Regions from separate parts of the Mus musculus genome. Here region 2 is linked to region 1. A link is a contact called in public HiChIP or PLAC-seq data. All regions are on one chromosome and are shown on one strand. The core of a region is the stretch at or near the end of the contact, and the rest is flanking DNA. Distances in the headings are between cores, read along the strand shown. Region 1 overlaps Ypel2 (yippee like 2). Region 2 overlaps Vmp1 (vacuole membrane protein 1).

What was found. HiChIP or PLAC-seq counts read pairs in DNA pulled down with a chosen protein or histone mark.
Region 2: a FOXA1 HiChIP or PLAC-seq map of pancreatic cancer cells shows a contact between it and region 1. The contact joins two enhancer-like sites. A contact is called at or near these places in 2 of 115 datasets of contacts at active chromatin or transcription factors (embryonic stem cells and pancreatic cancer cells) and 1 of 9 other capture datasets (pancreatic islet).

What each region holds. Positions count from the first base shown.
Region 1 is chr11:86,960,432-86,963,665 of GRCm38.p6, reverse strand. The region is part of intron 2 of Ypel2 (yippee like 2); the gene reads left to right. Among named protein-coding and RNA genes, the nearest start is that of Gm51915, 21 kb to the left of the region's middle. Within about 2 kb of position 1,510, at least 103 of the 459 cell types and tissues checked have an H3K27ac peak or open chromatin away from gene starts, as enhancers often do. A contact at or near this core is called in pancreatic cancer cells and pancreatic islet, where this site is marked.
Region 2 is chr11:86,596,987-86,600,220 of GRCm38.p6, reverse strand. All of the region lies in intron 10 of Vmp1 (vacuole membrane protein 1), which reads left to right. Gm46289 (a long non-coding RNA gene) reads right to left here. Exons shown (of 2, transcript XR_001780284.2): 2 at 1,726-3,234. Among named protein-coding and RNA genes, the nearest start is that of Gm46289, 8.0 kb to the right of the region's middle. Within about 2 kb of position 1,475, at least 37 of the 459 cell types and tissues checked have an H3K27ac peak or open chromatin away from gene starts, as enhancers often do. A contact at or near this core is called in pancreatic cancer cells and pancreatic islet, where this site is marked.

The sequences.
Region 1 (3,234 bases), core at 261-2,760:
TCCCTTCTTCTGGGAGTCTTAGCTCTTACATGGCAGCCATCAGTTGTCCTCAGTGATGGGCGCCTGAATTTAATTCTCTGTTGTTGTTGTTGTTGTTGACCCACATTTCAGCCCGTTGTAGAGACATCAGTCCACAGTGACAACGCTTCTCTGGCCTCTGGAAGAAGGTTTCCAGGCTGGCTTTGCATCCCTAGCTGGTCATAGCTTGTCAGTTAGCTTCATTCTGTGAGGCTACAGGGTGGACATGGGGGTTGGGGTTCTTTTGAAAGGAGACATCTTTATCTTAAAAAAACAAAACAAAACAAAAGCAAAACAAAACTGATATCTTTGTTCCCCAAATGCAGCAGAATTCAGAGGAAGGGTTTGACCCCGTGATCCCTTCTCTATTATCTTAGAGGTCAGAGCAGCCAAACTCTGCTCTCTCCCTTCCCTGGCCTATGGCTGGTGTCTGGGCACTGAGTCAGGAGAGGGGGTGGGGGAGGAGATAGAGCCACCATCTGCTGCTAAAAACAGCAGCATCCACTGGTCCACAAACACCCTCTTTAGACCACTGTAATGTCAGGGAGCATTATAGTAGGTGATGTTGGTCTCCCTTTCCTCATGGCTCCTCTCCCTTGGGGCAGCATATAACCATCAGTAGGAAATTAGACCATCTTTGAGGAGCCAGGAGCCCCCTTTCTTCCATGTGCGGGTTGGCCCCATTAAGAACATTTTTCTTTTTTTCTTTTTTTAGCATCGGTTTCCCAACAGATGGATAGAGAAACATCCATGGATATGAAAAAAGAGGCCAGCAGGAGACCTGCTGCAGCAAGCCCCATCCCTTAGCTCTTAGACTTTAGGGATGCCTTGGCAGACAGAAAAGTCTTGGCCTCCCTGAGCTGGTCCATAGGACCCTTTGGCTACATAGTGGGTAGCAGCCAAAATGGGAGCCCTCACCCAGAGCCAGATCCCTGAGGAGGTCTATGGTGCTGAGAAACCATCACCTTCATACTGTTCAGATTGTATTCTGTGAGATGCCCTAGTGCCTACAGCTCTCCACCCCCCCCCCCCATCCTGCAGTGCCAGCCTGTGCTAGTTCAGCCTAGCACAACTGCCTGCTGTGTGCTCCTGTTTGGGGAGGCCTCTCCCTGTTAGCTAGCGACTGCTCTGCTCATAACTCTGGACCTTCTAAGAGTCGCCCAAGCCTACCCCTAGGCTCCCCTTTTCTCTTTCCATGCTGGAAGTTCCAAATGACAGGAAGGGTACCCAGGAGGCTTATTCCAGACAGATTTCACCCAGGAAACCTGGGAGGGGAGAGTAAATGAAATCATATTTCTTCATCCTCCCCTTACCAGGAGAAAGAAGGAACGCAAAGTATATCTGTGGAGGAGGAAAGCTCCTCCCTGCCTGTCTGCCTCTTCTGTGAAAACAACCGGCCATTCCGCCCTGGGCACTGTGGGGGCAGGGTGCTGGGTAAGTACAGGAGGAAGAAGGAAAGCTGATAAGATAAGCCCTGGCACATCTAGGTCACCAGGCTGCTGCCAGCCACCTGTGTGATTGGTCACCTTGAAACTGACAGGGGGATGGACTTTGGTTTAGGGCTAGACTGGCTGACTTCCCAAGCCTTGGTTTATTCAGTAAACATTTATTGAGCTCCATTAGGTGCCAGGTCATGTGCTAGGTATCCAGGCTCCTGTATGTCTCTAAACTGGCTAGCATGCATCCCAGGCTCGCAAGCAGTGCTAAAAACAGAAATGACTTCATTCAAAAAAAAAAAAAAAACTGAGCTTGCAAAGAAAAGGGAGGTTGGGGGTGGGTGAGATTGGGGAGCCTGTCTCTGGTGGTGGTAGGGGCTCTCTGGAGTCTTGAGCTTCTCTTCTTTGGGTTAAAGCCAAGGGTCAACAAGACTTTCTGTAAAGACCAGATAGTAAATATTGGGCTTTGCTGAGACTATTGTCTTAATGGCTGACCTCTGTGGTACTGGAGAAAATATCAACAAACAGCGCCAGAGCGCTGCGGAAACATGATTTACAAACACGAGTGGCCCTGGGCTTCCAGGCCTTGCTAGTGCCCGGGATAGATGTTTGAGACGACCATTGTGAACTGAGTGTTGGGGGAAGTGGCCGCACAGGCCTTCAGCAGGAATCTCCAGTTGGCGTGGCATGGATAGTATTGGGAATTGAGGCAACTGTATGGGAAATTCCATTCTGCTGGCTGGACTTTTTTCCCACCATAAGGTTAAGCTGCAGATCAAGCCAGCTTAAAAAGGCTCCTCATTCTAACTGGAAAATACTGTGTGTCCCCGTTGGGTAAAGAGTCAGTGGCGCCATTTTCAAATTCCTGAATTGAAAGGTTAAGTCACTTCTCCTTGAGGCCTGGCTTTGCACTGAGTTTTCAGTGTTACCTTGGACAAGTCTCTGAACCTCCCTGACCACTAAATAGACCATGAACACTGCTGGATGCAGCCCTGGGGCTGTTGAGGTGGCCAGAATATAACTAATGCCTATAGACAGCTTATGTTCCAGTGCAAATATACAAACAGCTACATTGTTATTATACAATGGGCTGAAACACACACACACACACACACACACACACACACACAGGCTTCTTATACAATGGGCTGAAACACACACACACACACACACACACACACACACAGGCTTCTGTATCTATCCTGCATAGATCTGAACTCTAGCTCTGTGGATAAGACAGGAGTCCATTCTGAGTGGAGTGTTTCTTAGAGAGTCATGCCTGGGGAACCACAGGTAAGGCAGATGAGCCGAGCCTGTTTCAGAAGCAGGAGGTCTGCAAATGTGAGCCACAGAGTAGAGTGAAAGGAGTTTAGACTCATTTTTGTGTGCTGTAGGGAACCACTAAATGGCTTTGAGGGAGGGGAGGTAACAATACAGTTTGACTAGAAACAGACAGGAATATTATGGTGTGGCCTGTTTCCTGAAGTTCCCACTTCCCTTCAGCTTCAATAAACTGTTTGCCTAGGGCTTTGAGTTGGCTGATCACGTAAGCAGTTGATAAAGCATTGATAATGTGCTATGGTTGCATATAATTAATAATGATCAGGCTCCATCACCCCCTGACAATGCCATCAGCTAACAGCAGTCAGGTAAATCATTTGCCAACCACAGGCCTTGGCAGACCTTTATAAAGGCTCCCTGTGTGGCCTGGAGGCTCTCAGGCCTGGGCCCAATGTCCCTAACTTCTTGAGTTAAGGCTGCCTAAATGATTAAAAGCTGT
Region 2 (3,234 bases), core at 226-2,725, 360 kb after region 1:
CTTTTAAATCTGTCATGTTACCAACAACACCCTCAGTCCTCTGCTCTTTTTCCCACCCTTCAAATAAAACCAAAAGTTCTTACAGTGTAGGAGCTCCAAGTATTCTTCTCCTGCTCAGTGTCACGGATGCTTGGATCCCAGCATGCATGCCTGAGCCTGCTGTTTCCTTTGCCTGCCTGAGGATGCCTTGACCTTTACACTCATGGTGTTTTGGGCCAAATAATCCTTTGTTATGAGGGACTGTCTCACGCTTTAAGACACCTGGCCCTCTATACATTATATGTCCTTGGCAACTCCCAGTCTGTCAATCAAGTTATCTCAGGTGCCAAAGCAATTGCTTAGCAGAATGCCATTTGGCAGTATGCTTGAGGCTCTGAGTTCAACCTCTGGTAGTGCAAATAGCAATTATCATCTCCTAGCCATGGGCAGCTTAGTTGTAGATCATAGGCCTCTCATGTAGATTGTCCCGGATATATTCCCCAGTGCCACAAAAAGTGTGTGTATTCCACACTGGTGCCAAATGTAAAGAGGGTAAATCCATAGTCCACAGTCAGAATGTCCATTAGATTTCAGCTCCTATCCTCAGAAAACTTCCTGTGATTTGGTCAAATATTCCTAAGCCAGGGACTTCTCTGCATAGCAACAAACATGACATACACTTAAAGGTTGTTTTGATTTGGTTTTGGTTTCTTTTTTTTTTTTTTTTTTTTTTTTTTTTTTTTTTTACCCATTTATTTATTTATTATATTTAAGTACACTGTAGCTGTCTTCAGATGCACCAGAAGAGGGCGTCAGATCTCATTACAGATGGTTGTGAGCCACCATGTGGTTGCTGGGATTTGAACTCAGGACCTTCGGAAGAGCAGACAGTGCTCTTAACTGCTGAGCCATCTCTCCAGCCCTTGGTTTTGTTTTGTTGTTGTTGTTGTTCTTGTTGTTGTTGTTGTTCTTGTTGTTGTTTTGGTTTGGTTTGGTTTTTCGAGACAGGGTTTCTCTGTATAGCCCTGGCTGTCTTGGAACTCACTTTGTAGACCAGGCTGGCCTCGAACTCAGAAATCCGCCACCTCTGCCTCCCGAGTGCTGGGATTAAAGGCCTGCACCACCACGCCTGGCTAGAGTTTATCTTTATGTTTATAAATGTATGATTACCTCTGTTACTCCCCCTTTGCCCCTATTTTTTCTGGGAGTCTTCTGTAGCCCAGGCTGACTTCAAACATTCTTATGTAATTGAGGCTAACCTTAAACTTCTTAAACTTACCTCCACCTCCTGAGCCGGGATTAAAGATGTGCCCCACCAAGCTCAGTTTATGTGGCTTTGGGGATTAAATCCAAGACTTTTTGCATGCTGGACCAACTCAACTACCACCCTATCCCTGATGACCATCTTGTTTCTGCCAGCCCACAGAGGTCCACCTGCTCCTGCTGACCCATTCCCAGCATCTGTGAGCTTTTCAATTTCAGAGATCATGTGTATTGTTTACTGTTCTGAGCACCTGACAGCCTGACTCACACAGCAGATTCTCAGGAAATGACCACATGTGTTCAAATAAAGGTCCACCCTATAAAGTCAGCAGATCTTTTGTATAGCCAATATTCTTCTGTTTCCTTAGATTTTGAAGTTTCTAGGAAATTCTGCCATTTATCTACATTATATAGAAGTTGAAGTGCCTTCAATATTTGGACAACTTGGTTAAATTGTAGTATATTCTGTCCCCTATTCCTTTCTTTTAAACTGCATTAGCATGGTCCCCAAAAGAATCCTAGTGAGGGACTGGAGAAATAGCTCTGGCTTAAACACGCACATTGATGACTTGTAACCACCTGCAACTCCAGCTCCAAGGGACTCACTCCAGGCCTTTGACCTCTGAGGGCACCTGTCTGAGTGCACATACGTACATGCTGACACATATGCGTGCACATTATTCATTAGTATATATAAGCCCGCACATGCCTGTAATCCTGCCTTTGATCCTAGCACCCGGGAGGTAGTCACCAAATTTCTGAGTTCAAGGATAGCCTGGTCTACAGAGTTAGTTCTAGGACAACCAGGGCTACACAGAGAAACTTTGTCTAAATTACGTGTGTGTGTGTTATAGCTGAGTGGTTAAATAAACAAATCTTTAAATAATATAAGTTAATTAGATTTGGCTTCAACATCAGATACCAAAAGAGTTTTTAGTATTTTGTCAGTAATTAAATTATAATCACAGTCTCTCACCAATCATGACAAAATTTGTTTTCCTACACTTTGAAACAAGACATTGTTGCTTTGTTTTGTCTTTTGAGACAGCATCTCTATTCATAACTCTGGCTGTCTTCAAGCTCACCGAGATCAGCATACCTCTACACCTGCTAATATTAAAAGCAAGTACCTCCATGCCTAGCTCAAATAGGAAATGTTCTCTGGCTTTGGGTTGTTTTGTTTTTTTTTTTAATTTATTTACTTCTTATTTTTTTGAGACAGGGTTTCTTTGTGTAGCCTTGACTTTCCTTGAACTAGCTCTGTAGACCAGGCTGACCTCAAACTCACAGAGATCCACCTGCCTTTGTCTCCCAAATGCTAGGATTAACGAGGCCTGCCTAGATGTTTTAAAATATAAGTGTTCAAAATGAAAATTACCAATATGGCTGTAGCTGTAGCTCTGTGGTAGAGTGTTTACAGGGGATATTTAGCACTGTAACAAAAATAATAAATATAACCCTAAATCCTGAATGCATGGGTTCATGTAGCTCAGGTTTGTCTGGTTCAACTCAGAATGATCTTAAACTCTTTCCTTCCTTCCTTCCTTCCTTCCTTTCTTTTCTTTTCTTTTCTTTTCTTTTGTAACTTTCTCTCAACTATGCATTGTGGCTGCCTAGAATTCACAATATACACCAGGCTGACCTTGATATTTTTACTTACGTGTATGTGTGTATATCTTTGTGAGTAAATACCACATGTGTTTAAGTGACAGTGGAGACTGGAAGGTGTCAGAGTCCTTGGAGCTGGAGTTACAGATGGTCATTTGCCTGTGTGCGAGAAGCTCAGCTCAGATTCTCTGGAAGAACAGCCAGTACTCTTAACCACTGAGCCGCCTCTCCAGCCCCAGTGGACTGCTATTCTTAATATAAGTATGGAACAGCCTAGCTAAACATGACACCCTAAGTTCAATAATGCCTATTCCCCAATCATAATTAACAGCTTTATTTCTAGGGCAATTCTAGAAAGTAGTTGCTAATGTCAATAGGTTTAAG